Regions from separate parts of the Drosophila melanogaster genome. Here regions 2, 3 and 4 are each linked to region 1. The links are chromatin contacts, called in public Hi-C and HiChIP or PLAC-seq maps. All regions are on one chromosome and are shown on one strand. Each heading gives the region's core, a stretch centred on a gene start, on an enhancer-like site or on the middle of the called end of the contact. The rest is flanking DNA. Distances are from core to core; before and after follow the strand shown.

Region 1 (3,435 bases), core at 351-2,850:
TTTAAAATAAGAAAAAATAAAAATAATAATTATTATTTATTTTTGGAGACAGCGGCTGGTGATCTTGTCATCCAATCAACTTGGCTCTTGTTGGCCTTATTTTACAATTTTTTTAAAAATCAAATCGCGAAATACAAGCTGTTAGATAATCCCCTGCTGTATTCGATTAAGTCGGATTCCCAAGGTAATACCTTAAACAGCTGTGCAGAGAAAAAAGAAGAGCGCACCCCTTTAAACCCTATTAAAGCATTAGCACGGAAGTCAATGATTCCCCTTCGCGAGTCAATACAAAAAAAAAAAAAAAAAAAAATTGAATAGCTTACGCCACTGACGATCTCTAACTTCAAAAATATTAAAATTATTGGCAAAATTTGGACAATATAATATTTCGGTTTTAAATTGATAGACTTTTGACGATCATATCATATAGCTAACTGTTGAAAAAAATTATAGACTCGTTGTTTTCAAATAAAAAGAGTTCTTCTTCAGTATGCACATTTTTTTGAAAATATATAATTTAGGTTTTTAATCGATCAAAATCAGACGACCATACACTTATATACCTGCCATAGGGAAAAATGGCTCTATGGCTATAAAGCTTAGGAAAAAACACTGACAATTGTAAAACCATTTTTCGTCACAAATCGGCACGGTGAGGCTGCGATCGTCACTTGATTTGTGTGCTCGTGAATATTCTAAAACTCGGAATAACGGAATAATAACCTTCAAAAACTTGTTTCAGGCTACGAAAAAACTTACTTTGAATATAGTAGAAGTATAAAATCCTGCAGCACCGGATATAATGATTTTTAAAAATTAAAAATCATATCTGCATTGTTTGATCCGCCTTGGAAGCGCGATGCGCCAGCAGAAAATGACCACCCTAATGTGCACACAGTCGTAAAAGTTAGTTCAAGCTACATATGTACATGCACATATGCAAAGCCCGTTCATAAACGTTTCACATGAGTCCTCTTTATGACCACTATTGTATTCAATTAAAACCATTTATAAACATAATAAATTATTGTGCTCTTGAACTTCAGTTCATCGCTGAAAGTGCATTATTCCCCTTTTACAAGCAGAACAACGTAAATGAGATATATCATATGTATGTACATACGTAAATTATACATACATACAGAATAAATAGCATGCATATAAGCACATATGTACATTTTTAAAGCTGTGTATGTACAAAGTTATGTACATTTAGCGATAACAAACTTTTTAAACACCTACCAATTGTACATAAGTAGATATATACTTATCTATCGGTATTTATTTTATTTTTATACACTTGTACAACCAAAATCTATTTTGAAACTAGGCAATTGTGTGTTTTAATATATGTATAGTATATATTATTAAATGTTTTATATTGAAGTAACAGTGGGCCTACGGTTTCGAACATTATTCTTTTGCAATCCGCTTTTGTTAAATTTATTATTCATTGTCCAAAAACACATAGTTTGAAAAAATTGTGTATTCAATTGCGCACTAAATAATAATAATTTATTTCTCATAGAGAACCAATATTTGAAAACCCGCAGAGATTCTGTACTGCTGTGCGATTGAGCGACGAAGTAGAACTGAAAGCAGCTGATCAGATGCGATCGGATACATACGGCTCACCGGCAATTTCGTTTTAGTTGGCATAACAGGCCGCTTTTAAAAATGTATCTGCTGAAACGCATTGCAAGAGTAAACTTTAATTCATATTAACATTTTTATCGAGCAAAATAGCATTATATTAAAATGAAATATTTATTGAATATACTCCTACTTTTTTTTTTACAATTCTAGAAAACATTTTATTTATATTTCCACTGTCGCTAATAATCACTTTCTATTGTAAATCAATTTAATCCTTAAGCCGTTTTAACTCTTATAAGTTATGAGTGTAGACATTTTTACATTTCAAAGATTTCAAATAGACCCGAAGAAACTATATAAGATATATTTTTATTAGCAGGATTTGATTTGTCTCTATAATTTTGGTTCCCTAGTTGTTTTTTTTTATTACACAAAATTGAGTGCTATTATACAACAAAAATTACATGCGTATTAATTTGTACTACTGGAATGACTATATTGATACAAAGGAATTTTTAAAATTTAACCGAAGTTCCGCATTCTTGTCCTAACATTTCGTGTTTTAAATTAACGGCAAAAATGTCGTTACTCTGGAATTAATAAAAAGTACCCAACGCACTTACATAAGTATGCAAAAATAATTTTATGTGTATAAAAGAAACTTATATTAAATCAAGTACATATTCGTGCGGGTCCCCTTTGTTCCGCAGTCTTCTTATATAATTATTGCCCATTAATATGGTTGTGTAAGAAGGCAATCTGGGAACTCCATAAAAAGGGTAGGGACAATTACCGCGATGTCTAGTGTTTTCCAGATTAGCTGTCGATATATCGACGCCCGTACAGATGTTTAAGCCTTTCCACACATACATTTATGAGTTTCCTATCGATATGGAAGAAAACGATAGGTGTTCACACTGTACTAACTTATTTTTATTGCTTTGTATCAGCAATTCTGTTGTTTTACTTAAGAATAGCAATTCAAATGGAGAAGACTTCTTTTATGTATCAACAAAGTAACTGATAAGAGATTATTTATTGGATGGATTGTAAGCTACTTATTTTTTCCATTGTGGTTAACAATTTACGATTTTTTTTTGGTTATAATAAAGATTTAAATAAAATAATTTCAACAAGTGCGTCAATTTTCCTTCATCTACGCACATATAGATGGTAATCGTGCGATAAACCTAATATTACGAAAATGGCGATCACGCATTCAACCGATAAATACAGAACTAAAATACTTCCTGATCAAAAACAAGAATTTATAATTTTTTTTCTATTATTTCCACTACGTTGCAATTTTCTGACAGAAATCACTATACGCTCTGCAATGGTTTAACAATAGGAAACGCTTTAGTTGGCTTTCAAATATTTTTCACAACATTTTCAACGAGTAGATTAGTTGAACTATTAATAGCTCATTAATGGACCGATTCTTTAGGTCTGCTAAATTATCATTCTTATATCTGTGAATTTATTTATTTACTGCATCGAATTTTTGAAAATAACGTATTCTCTACGCAATCACTGGTATTGGGTTGCCATATCGATTTCTATATATGTTAAGAGTTGCCGTTTGTATTTTTACACGCCGAGAGTTGCCATCCTGATACGAGCAGATGCGTGCTGAAGTCCAATCGATACTACAAAATACCAAAATACACAGAAAATATAAACAATATTGCATAAACAATATTGTACGAACGTTCGTTTTAGTGTTTAATCACATACTGTTTTTCCCCCATCCGAAAATCGAAGAAAATGTGTGACAATCAATATCTAATAAAAGAATCAGGATACATGTGCGACCATTCGTAATATAAATATGTATGT
Region 2 (3,435 bases), core at 543-3,042, 230 kb before region 1:
CCTATTGAGGTTTCATAATCCCCAATCGAGACCCCGGCAGTCCCACAATTCATCGCTCCTTAAAAACATCCCAAGATCATCGGTTTCGCCCACAGTACCAACTGCTTTGGCTGCACAGCCACAAGCAGGGAATCAGCAATAAATTATGGATCTTTTATTTCCAGCCGAATGCTAAGCTGACGCTCTAAGTCGCCGAGCACATAAGTTTCGTAAGAAACTTTAAATTTTTAATGCGCATCGGAACTAGAGAAATTATATACTGATGTAGGTGAAAGGGACTGGGCGAGGAAAAGGGAAATAACAATAAAAGAAAGAAATAAATTAAAAGATTACTTTTCTAAGAGGCACGCTTCCTTTTTCGCGGATAACTGGGACTAGATTTATGCGAGTAGCAGGCGCGAGCTTAATCAGGAAATTCCAATGGCAATGGATTCATTTTACACGCAACAACACGTACTACTCGCAGAAGCGATGTACATTTTTCGTAATACATTTCTGTACACATTATACTAATATATTTTACTTTAAGGTTAAACGGACAGGTTGACCGGTATTCTAACGCAACTGAAAGCAAAATGCCCTAACTCCAAACAAAATTGTTTTAATGATAAATAATGATTTATTAATGATAGTCTGATGGAACTGCAGGGATGATAAGTTATACATTTATGTACATGTACATATATGTCACATACTTTTTATTGAATCTCTTATTCTACAAGTAACGACTATAACTACTCAGGCTTTGTTGTATTTCATGATCGGTTCCGTTGATTTGAGGGTCTATACCACTTACCGTGTTCCATATGTCTATGCATGTCTCGAGCGAACTCCTGTACAAACTTCTGCAATATGTCTTGCAACAACTCCAAGGGTGCACTTAGAGTGCAGCTGTAACCAATAGTTTGCGTTATCTGCGCAACGACAACAAGGGCCAAATCTGAAGCGTATCTGTCTGCCATCATGTTCTTTCATGAGGTACACCTTCTTTAGAAAACCTTGGAAATGCTGTGAATAGGTTTAACCGTCCCACGAACTTCCTCTTGTTATTAAAATTAATTGACTTGGTGTCTACACCTTTATTAGACGAACTACAATCTGTGGATGTTTAGTTAACGATAACTTATCGATTTTGCCTTTGATGGGAAATATATCGATATTTGGGGTATGCCAAAAGTGGTAATCATGGGGTTCAATCAAATTCAATTGATTGACCAACATAAACAAACTGCAATTTTTTATGTGGTTTGAAAGTGGTTATAAGGGCAGATAAAAGGTTTGCTTTCGGTATGTTCGCTGTTAGTGTTCGAATAAGACACAAATTTTGAAAATAAGACGAAAAAGTTTTCTAATCCTTCTATTCTTTAAAATAGATATTGAACGATGGAAATATAATTAGAGCTTGTTTAATAATAGAGCGCTTGAATGCAGAGTGAAACGAGAGTCTTGTGTTGTTACCCGTAAAAATGTTTTAGTTTTACTACTACTATTACTATTATTACTACGATTACTTACTACAAATTTTAACAGCATCTAATGTTATGTTTATTGTGGAAAGAAAGTAATGCCCAGAACAGCTATGAAATTACCGAATAAATAATAATATAATTATAAATATAAATAATATATATAAATATAAATTTAATAAAATAACATTAAGCCTAAAATCGCTTCAAAAATATCATGTGAACTATATCCCAAACATGTGTATATATGCAGGTAATTTAGTGGAAAGAGGGTATAATGTATAATGACACAAAACTACTGATAGAATACTAGTTATATTTTCGATCAGTTTAGAAGAAACTTATATCTTAAGACATTTATTGGGTTAGGTATTGTTTCCCATATATGTTCTAGTCGAGTATTCACACAAAGAAGCGTGCGACAGATCTTCGGCACTTAATATTTTGTATTTGTAATAATGTAAAATATAAAAATTAACAAATAAAACAACTATATGAACATTTGCATGTGTTGGGTATATGTGTAAGTCTAATAAAAAGTTTTATTCTACTTAAAGCTCAAATCCTTTAAACTTTTCAGCTAGTTATTGAAATACTCAGTATAAATGAGTAAGAAGATCTCCATCAACATTGATCTGACCAACGTTTTACTCCTTTTTTAATCTAATAAGAACTAAAAAATGCAACCATTGAACTCGAGCATTGATAAAGCAAAACATTTTTTCATAGAGAGCGGGATCTTAGGACCCGTTAACTTTAAATATTCTCATGACATGATTCGGAAGACGTCTACCATTCACATTGACGAAACTCTTAAGAATCAGGTAAGGGTGGATAATCTGATTCCCAACGAATACACGTTTACACCTATGTTAACCATAATAGGTGTATAGGTATCGTATTTCCTTACATATACTGAAGATTTCATATGCAGTCGGTCAGTTATCGAGTAACTGGTTAGTCCGTCTGACTATCAATCTGAACGCTGTGATCTCGGGAACAATGAAAACTAGAATATTGATATTAAGCATTAAGACTCAGTCACAGAGTCTGTAAGAGTTTGTTTCATGCCGTTGCGACGCTTGCTCCAACGACGACGCACCCTCAATATTCATACGGTCACAAAAAATCAATCAACCACTAGCAAAAACACGAATACACTTCAGTGCGCAGATTTCTCATTTTGCGCATAATGTACGAGCTCAAAGAAGCTGGAGTCGAAAAAATGGAATTTTTGAAATTTAAAAGCTGGAATCGTTTGCTCATTTGTTGTCTTTATTTGCCCACGTTTGGCCACTCTTTTCAATTTTGAAAAAGTGAATACTTTAGAAAATATGAGACGTTCTAGTTAACCTCGGTATTATTATTTTGACCATCTCTTAAAACTAAATATTATAAAAAAAAACTTTTGCCCAATCAGTATTCTTAGTTTTTATCGTTTGTCCATCCTTTAAAATTAGTTTTTTTCGTTTTCCCATCCTTTAAAATAAGTATTTTGAATTAAAAACGTTTGTCCAACCCTTAAAAATTTTGTTTTTTTGTGTTCCCACCTATTAAAACTAAATTTCTACATATGTATGTAATAATTGTAAGTTGTGGCGCCAATTCGCATGTTTTAGGATCGGCGGACAAATTCACATATGTACTTATATGATGATGATGAACATGTATATACATATCCAAGTTCAAGAAAATTGTGGAAGCGAATGATTATCGTTATGTAAATATTGGAAAAAACACGTAACGGATCGCGATCTATGTACATATGTATGTCTGTACATACATATTAAAAATTGGATTTTCCGACCCCAGCTTCTTTGAGCTGAATGTATGTATGCCTAGTTTCAAATAGATGCGGTTATTCACATTGATTAAAATTTAAAATAAACATGCGAGATACCTATGCATCTCCTATTGTTTTCAAATGTGTACATGAATGCATGTATGTACCCACATATGTATGTATGTA
Region 3 (3,435 bases), core at 336-2,835, 170 kb before region 1:
AAATAAGCAAGAGACTGAGCAGAATCGGCTCCTGAACCAGGACCGGGAGCAAGAGCCTGAATCAGATCAGCACACTAGTAGTAGTAAAATGGCGGCACCTAGTGCATATATCCCATTATCATCGCCCAAAGTAGCGGGAAAATTAACTGTGAAATTTGGTTCCTTAAACTCAGCAACAGCAAAGACTAATAACCTATCAAAAGTTTCCTCAACCAGTTCACCACCATCGACATACGCATCCGGGGAGGTCTTATCACCCAGTACTGATAATATAAGTAACCATAAGTCAACACATTGCAACCAAGAAACAGAGCCACCCTCGTCGTCTTCGTCAGAGGTGGAAATGAAAATTGGCTCTATGTCCACATCACCTCAAACAAATGATTCGGATGTTCCATGCTCAGGGTTTTTGCAAATGCAGCACATGACAACAGGTGGTGCATATACTCCTCAAGTCAGTTCCTTCCATGCATCTTTAGCTGCGCTGGCCGCCAACGAATCGAATGACAACCGGGTTAAGCTGATCACAGAGTTCCTTCAACAGCAGCTGCAGCAACATCAGAGTTCCTTATTTCCAAGCCCATGTCCCGATCACCCCGACCTTAATGGTGTGGACTGCAAAACCTGCGAACTCCTTGACATCCAGCAGCGGTCAAAGTCGCCGTCCTCTTCACATCACCAGTTTTCTCAATCTCTTCCCCAGCTGCAAATTCAGTCGCAGCCGCAGCAAACCCCACATCGCTCACCTTGCAGCAACAGTGTTGCCCTGCCCGTATCACCCAGCGCCTCCTCGGTGGCCAGCGTTGGAAATGCGTCGACCGCCACATCCAGCTTTACAATCGGTGCCTGTTCCGAGCACATCAATGGTCGTCCCCAAGGAGTAGACTGTGCGCGGTAAGCAATAGGTTCGAACTAGTATGCAGTAGCATTTGGGGTCTCAGTCCTATTACGGGGGATGGATAGGTTTTTATGGATGGGCAATCATAGGCCTTGCTGCAGGCATTTAATGGGTGATTGGTGAAGGGTTGTCTTTGAGGACCGCACATACCACGTGAAGGGTGTGATTATTGATCTTTTGAAAGGGGTACGTTCATTAATAATGCCGTAATATGCGGAATTATTAAGGATATTTGAACTTGTGACTGGATCTGAAAACTTTTTGCCACTGTTGAACAATAAGTCATTAGGCCAACAGCAGTAACGTCATGGGTTGATTAGTTGCGCCCGCGGGACATGCTTACAGGCTGTTCATTAAAACGCAAATGCCGATTGGGTTGATTATAAAAAGCCCTTCGGTTAGTTGCATCCCACTAATTGCTTCACACTTGAATAATCACGTTTGCTTCCAAATCCCAACCGGCATTGACAAGAAGCACCAATGAAAATATTCTTTGGTGAATTTGTAGAGAGGAGAGTGTTAAATGCCCTACCAACAGGTGCACTAGTTTTTTTCATTCTTACAATTTAATGTTGTTGGAAATTTGTATCACGCGGAACATTTAGGTTGCTTCTTTATTAAAAGGGTAAATATTATATTTACAAATGCGAACAGAAAGCAAACAAGATTATAAGAATATACCATCATAAATTGTTGAATGGAGCAGAGTACATTGTATATTACGGATCTATTCGAGGAATCTGTTGTTGTTAATAAGGTCCACACCACTTTTAGTCTCCGGTCCCATAAATATATATTATATGCCTGTATATTTCAATTAAGAGTTTGTTGGGAAATCTTTGTTATGTTGATATGATCTGCACGGAGGGGCAAAGTTAAATATTGCAGTGGCGTAAGTTTATGATGGCGGCTGAACCAACAAAAATTAAACCAATTGCGCTGATTTCACTTAATAAATGTTTCTGAACGCCTGTCCGTCCGGACCCCAATTGTTACAATTTAATGGTGTCGCCTGGGTCGAGGCGAACAACTGTCGGTTCGGTATCACTATAATTTTTCTGTCACTTTGTTAGGTACCACCAATGATACTACTACATAGTAAACTACTAATCGAATACAATTAAATCAAATCGCTTGGCCATTCTGAACTATATTTTAAATTACATATTCTGTTTCGTTGTTTAATGATTATTATATTACTATCCATATTTTCGATCCTCAGCTGTGAAATGCTTCTAAACTCGGCTCGATTAAATAGCGGCGTGCAAATGTCTACTCGCAATTCCTGCAAGACTCTTAAATGTCCCCAATGCAATTGGCACTATAAATATCAGGAAACATTGGAGATCCACATGAGGGAGAAACATCCAGATGGGGAGAGTGCCTGTGGTTATTGCCTTGCAGGTACTAAGTTCATTAAGCTTACAAAAATACTACTTAGTCTTTTAATATACAAAATTCAAGAAAAATTTATTTTTCATAATTTTACTACATATAATTTAGGGTTATTGCAGCAAATAGAACATATAAAACCGGTATATTTTATTTTTTTTCGATTGCTCATTGTTCTATTGCTCGGTTGTTTATTGAACACAATATGGTGTAGTTTTTATACCCTTAAAGTGGGGCACATCTGTCTTTTTTTGCTCGTCCACTACGAAATGGCGTTACATTGTTGTTTTTATTACTTTTTATAATGTGAACAGTGGTTTAGTCCTGTAATAAAACGATCTTAGATTTTTAAAAGAGTTTAAATCAGTTACCAATTTATTTAAACCCTTTTCCTATGGCACAGGACAACAGCATCCTCGGCTGGCACGGGGGGAATCCTACTCTTGCGGTTATAAACCGTATCGCTGTGAAATCTGTAACTACTCCACGACCACCAAGGGTAATCTTTCCATTCATATGCAATCGGACAAACATCTGAACAACATGCAGGAGCTAAACAGCTCTCAAAATATGGTTGCAGCTGCGGCTGCTGCTGCGGTGACTGGCAAACTGCTGCTCTCCAGCTCCTCGCCCCAAGTAACTGCTGCATGTCCATCCAACAGCGGGTCTGGCGCAGGCAGTGGCTCATCCAACATTGTCGGCGGCACCGCATCCCTGAGCGGAAACGCAACGCCTTCCGTAACTGGAGCAAATAGTTCTAATGCCAATGCCGGAAGTAATACAAACAACGCCGGTACCAAGCCAAAGCCTTCATTTCGATGCGATATCTGTAGCTATGATACTTCCGTGGCCCGCAACCTACGCATCCACATGACCAGCGAGAAGCACACCCACAACATGGCAGTGCTTCAGAATAATATCAAGCACATCCAGGCATTTAATTTCTTACAGCAACAACAACAGAGCGGTACTGGCAATATTGCTAGCCACAGCTCCGGAAGTTTTATGCCCGAGGTGGCTTTGGCTGATCTCGCTTACAACCAGGCCCTTATGATCCAGCTACTTCACCAACAGCAACAACATCAGCAATCAGCTAATACCAAACTATCGCCGTCGTCTTCGCCCGTGAGCACTCCTGATCAGTT
Region 4 (3,435 bases), core at 476-2,975, 170 kb after region 1:
GTGTAGGAGTAAAAATGAAAAATAATAATATAAAGGTAATTGACTGACCCCACCGATGGCTATTGGTACCAAAACCTGCGTTTGTACTTCCACCGACGACACCGCTCCGCCAACCAGCAATATCGGGTCCGCTCATGGAACCGCTGGAGGATGGACCATCACCGGATCCATCTTCGTTACGTGTTCGTCGCCAGTTTTCCAAGTTGCGATGATTATTAGAATAATCTTTTCGAGGACTTGAGCTTGGAGTTCCATTCCAATCTAGAGCACCAGAGCCACTAGTGGAGGTGGTGGTTGCCGCAGAATCTCCAGTTCCGTTGCGGTCGCTCCATGTGCGTTCGGCCTGGCAGAAAAAATCAACAACTAATCGTACTTCCTTATTTAGTTCGTATTTGCAATTACCTTTGATATAACCGATAAGCTTTCATCATATAGACCGCTTGGGCGTTGGTATATCGGATGATAGGCCGATTTTCCGCGCATCCGTCCCCGGTCAACGGTTCCACCACGTCCAGAGCCTCGGGAGGCACTACCAAATCCACTGGGCGAGCGCTGCAACCAGGCAGGACGAGACTAGTTTCAAAGAAAAGTAAATTATGTTCTAAAACTCATGTCAAATTACTTCACATACGTTATTGCCAAGTGAGTTTTGGTTGATGTCCTCCTCGGAGCTCGGTGTCAGTGCAAGAGGGCACTGAACCTTTTCCACGAAGAGCTTTTTGAACGATGGCAGGATCTGCGGCAGTAGGCAGTTCCGATCGAACAAGGACAGCATTTCCTCGCGTCCGTACCGGTATTCTGGAAATAGATTACGGGAAGCGGATGCCGCCGTGTTGTTTCCCAGGTTGTGCCCTCCAATCGAATTGTTTTGAGCTGCATTACCAACGTTGTAGGTACTGGGAGAGCCCGAAGGCTCGGCTGACATATTGCGCAACCATTCCGGGCCAAATTTCATTGAATCTGTCATTTTTATTTGCCTCTTGTTTAATGTTATGCTGACAATAAGTTCAAAAAAGTTTTTGGTTGATTTATTTGTAAGAAAGGCAATGAAATCAAATTTTCAGTGTTTTTGTTAAACTCCTAATGGCTTTATGATTCTGTGCACAATTGTTTATTTTTCAAACAGTTCAAGTTCTATAAATAAAGCAAACAGCTTCAAGTCTTTTTCAAAGCAAACAGTACAACAAAGGATTTATTTTAAAGCTTAGTTAAGAACTAGTGATAAAAAAAAACTTACCAGAGCTTTACAGAATGGATAGTAAAAGTAAAATAATATAATATAAAAGCAACACAGAAACCTAACCTAAAATATCAAACTGATTGTCACACACGAACGCGAAATACACATGCACCCTCATCACACATTAAAATTAACATGTTTATAGAATTGAAATGTCTGATTCGAGCTTTCATGTTTGAAATATAGAACTAATAGAACTAATATAGATCTAAAAGGTAAAAAAAATTCGTAAGTATCTGGACGCATACAGACACACAGTGATGTATGTACAAATTTTTGATTTGTGTGACTTTATCACACTGGGCGGGTGTGTTTTATTTTAAAGATTGTTTAGTTAATTCTTCTGGTAATCTTAATAAAATCAAGCCACTATAACTGCACATCCTAAAAAAATTTTTTAAATTGAATTTCGTAAAAATATTCAACTTACACGTACCACCGAGATATCTTAAAATACCAACGCCAACATAAGATAGAGCAAGGCCAGCGTGGCCGTCTTGCGATATGTCAAGCTTCCAATTTAATTTAGCACAGGGGTATTCTTGCCACTTTTGCTTCTTATACACTAGCTCCACTACTACTAGTTGACAGATACATCACCCTTGTCTTCACATTGCAACATCAAGCACCGGGATTTAGAGAATGCATAAGTGTCAATCTTTAAATCAACCAATCCGTCTGTCTGTAAGAACGTCTCGCTTTCAGGAACTATAAGAACTAGAACTTAAAGCATGCTGATTCTATAGATATAGACGCAGACGATGTTTCCACGACCACTAACTATGTGTTGATTTTTTTCTTTAAGTTGAGTAACGGGAATTCTTGCTTTAATATTATTATTTAATTATTATCACTGCCAAAGCTAGATTCCTACCTTGTTGTTAGCTTTGTATTGAAACTTAGTCTTTCGGAATTGTTAATAATTTTATATTTAACAAGCAGTCGATTTTCATTTCAAGTTCAAGTTTTTCAGTATTATAACATAACAGTAGAAATAGTAAAGTGTAAGTAAACGATGTATTAGTTTATTTTGAATAAATATATAAATACAAATGTATATATTTAAATATATATATATATATATATATATAGTAGTGGATATATATATTTATATATATATATATAAATTTTAATATGGTTACATTATTTTCATAACCGTTTTCATAACCACGTTTGTCTGGTTTGATCCAAAATGAATACCTGGTTTGTGATTATTTTGGTCTTTTTACATAAGTCATGAAGTGAGGGGTATGTGTCAAAAATTTGCTGCGATGTATACGCACCCCTTTTGTCTTTTGTATAACTGTCTGTTCGTACGTATGAACGCCCAGATATTGGAAACGAAAATCGCCAATGGTGCATGTGATTTGTCTGAAAACGATATGACGCCCATAACGCTGATGCCCATGTTCTGAAGGATTTTCGGATACCTTAATCGTATAACAGCGAAGCTCGAGCGATCTTAATCTTTACCACGTTTCGAGGCAGTGAGTACATCTGAAATTTTGGCACTGTTCCCAGATCGGGCGCTTAACGCATCGCTTATAATGCTTTTAATTTAGCGTAAGGGTCATTTCAAAATGTAAACCAAAAACGCAGACTTCGTAACGAGACCTAAAGTCAGTTGCACCCGTTCTGAGCGTTCCTGCGTGTGGGGGAAAAAATATCATTGCAACAGCAGGATCTCAGCCTGCTCCAAGTTAGGAGTATGAGAAGGAATGGCGAGCAGTAGGCGAGGCTTCTCGTTATCTCGGCAAGGATGAAAACGGCTTCTAAGGCAGTTAAACTTTATACATATAATCTCCTACAGTACGTCGTTAACCAACGTGGAAAGGCCTTCAACACAGTTACAACGACAGGGTGAGTGCATAATATGTAAGCCTGATGTTGGTTCCCATTAAGTGCAAGATAAAGACAAATAAATATATATTAAATTTGAACCTCATAAGTAACAATGGGACGGTTATCCAGATTAGAGTTGATTGAATCCCCATATAATTCTATGGTTTAAGCTAAATTTCTGAACTATTAATTTTGTTAAGAAAATAGTGAAGTTCGGCACGCTGAAGTCGCCATGATACAAAAAAGATAAATATATTAAGAATGGAAGTAGTTATTTAATTTAGCTTTATTGTGCTATAATATTAGATCATGGACTAGAATTATAAGATTACTAGTATGCCTCCAGAAATCGA

What was found. Hi-C and Micro-C count contacts between places; a contact is called where the count stands out from the background. HiChIP or PLAC-seq counts read pairs in DNA pulled down with a chosen protein or histone mark.
Region 2: a contact with region 1 is called in a Hi-C map of the Kc167 cell line, with 2.9 times the contacts expected there. The contact joins the promoter of CG33941 here to the promoter of myo in region 1. A contact is called at or near these places in 36 of 107 Hi-C or Micro-C datasets (the Clone 8 cell line, the Kc167 cell line, the ML-DmBG3-c2 cell line and 14 more) and 1 of 6 datasets of contacts at active chromatin or transcription factors (the Kc167 cell line).
Region 3: an H3K27ac HiChIP or PLAC-seq map of the Kc167 cell line shows a contact between it and region 1, with 5 times the contacts expected there. The contact joins the enhancer-like site here to the promoter of myo in region 1. A contact is called at or near these places in 4 of 107 Hi-C or Micro-C datasets (the Kc167 cell line, the OSC cell line, the S2 cell line and 1 more) and 2 of 6 datasets of contacts at active chromatin or transcription factors (both in the Kc167 cell line).
Region 4: a Hi-C map of the Kc167 cell line shows a contact between it and region 1, with 2.5 times the contacts expected there. The contact joins the promoter of Gyf here to the promoter of myo in region 1. A contact is called at or near these places in 24 of 107 Hi-C or Micro-C datasets (the Clone 8 cell line, the Kc167 cell line, the ML-DmBG3-c2 cell line and 9 more) and 2 of 6 datasets of contacts at active chromatin or transcription factors (the Kc167 cell line and the S2 cell line).

The regions. Positions count from the first base shown.
Region 1 is chr4:694,455-697,889 of dm6, forward strand. It overlaps myo (myoglianin), which reads right to left and starts at 1,601. Exons shown (of 5, transcript NM_166788.2): 1 at 1,243-1,601; 2 at 760-883. ey (eyeless) reads left to right here and starts at 3,235. Exons shown (of 8, transcript NM_166789.2): 1 at 3,235-3,429.
Region 2 is chr4:465,705-469,139 of dm6, forward strand. It overlaps CG33941, which reads left to right and starts at 1,793. Exons shown (of 4, transcript NM_001347760.1): 1 at 1,793-1,989; 2 at 2,047-2,290. The coding sequence starts at 2,147. Taf3 (TBP-associated factor 3) reads right to left here and starts at 1,124. Exons shown (of 8, transcript NM_143666.3): 1 at 797-1,124. The coding sequence starts at 965.
Region 3 is chr4:522,211-525,645 of dm6, forward strand. It overlaps zfh2 (Zn finger homeodomain 2), which reads left to right. Exons shown (of 14, transcript NM_001258496.3): 4 at 1-894; 5 at 2,121-2,302; 6 at 2,694-3,435. Among named protein-coding and RNA genes, the nearest start is that of zfh2, 22 kb to the left of the region's middle. Within about 2 kb of position 1,586, at least 17 of the 39 cell types and tissues checked have an H3K27ac peak or open chromatin away from gene starts, as enhancers often do. A contact at or near this core is called in the Kc167 cell line and embryo, where this site is marked.
Region 4 is chr4:865,300-868,734 of dm6, forward strand. Gyf (Gigyf) reads right to left here and starts at 1,726. Exons shown (of 10, transcript NM_001169357.4): 1 at 1,677-1,726; 2 at 632-995; 3 at 403-573; 4 at 49-343. The coding sequence starts at 967. It also overlaps a transcript of unc-13 not described here and asRNA:CR43425.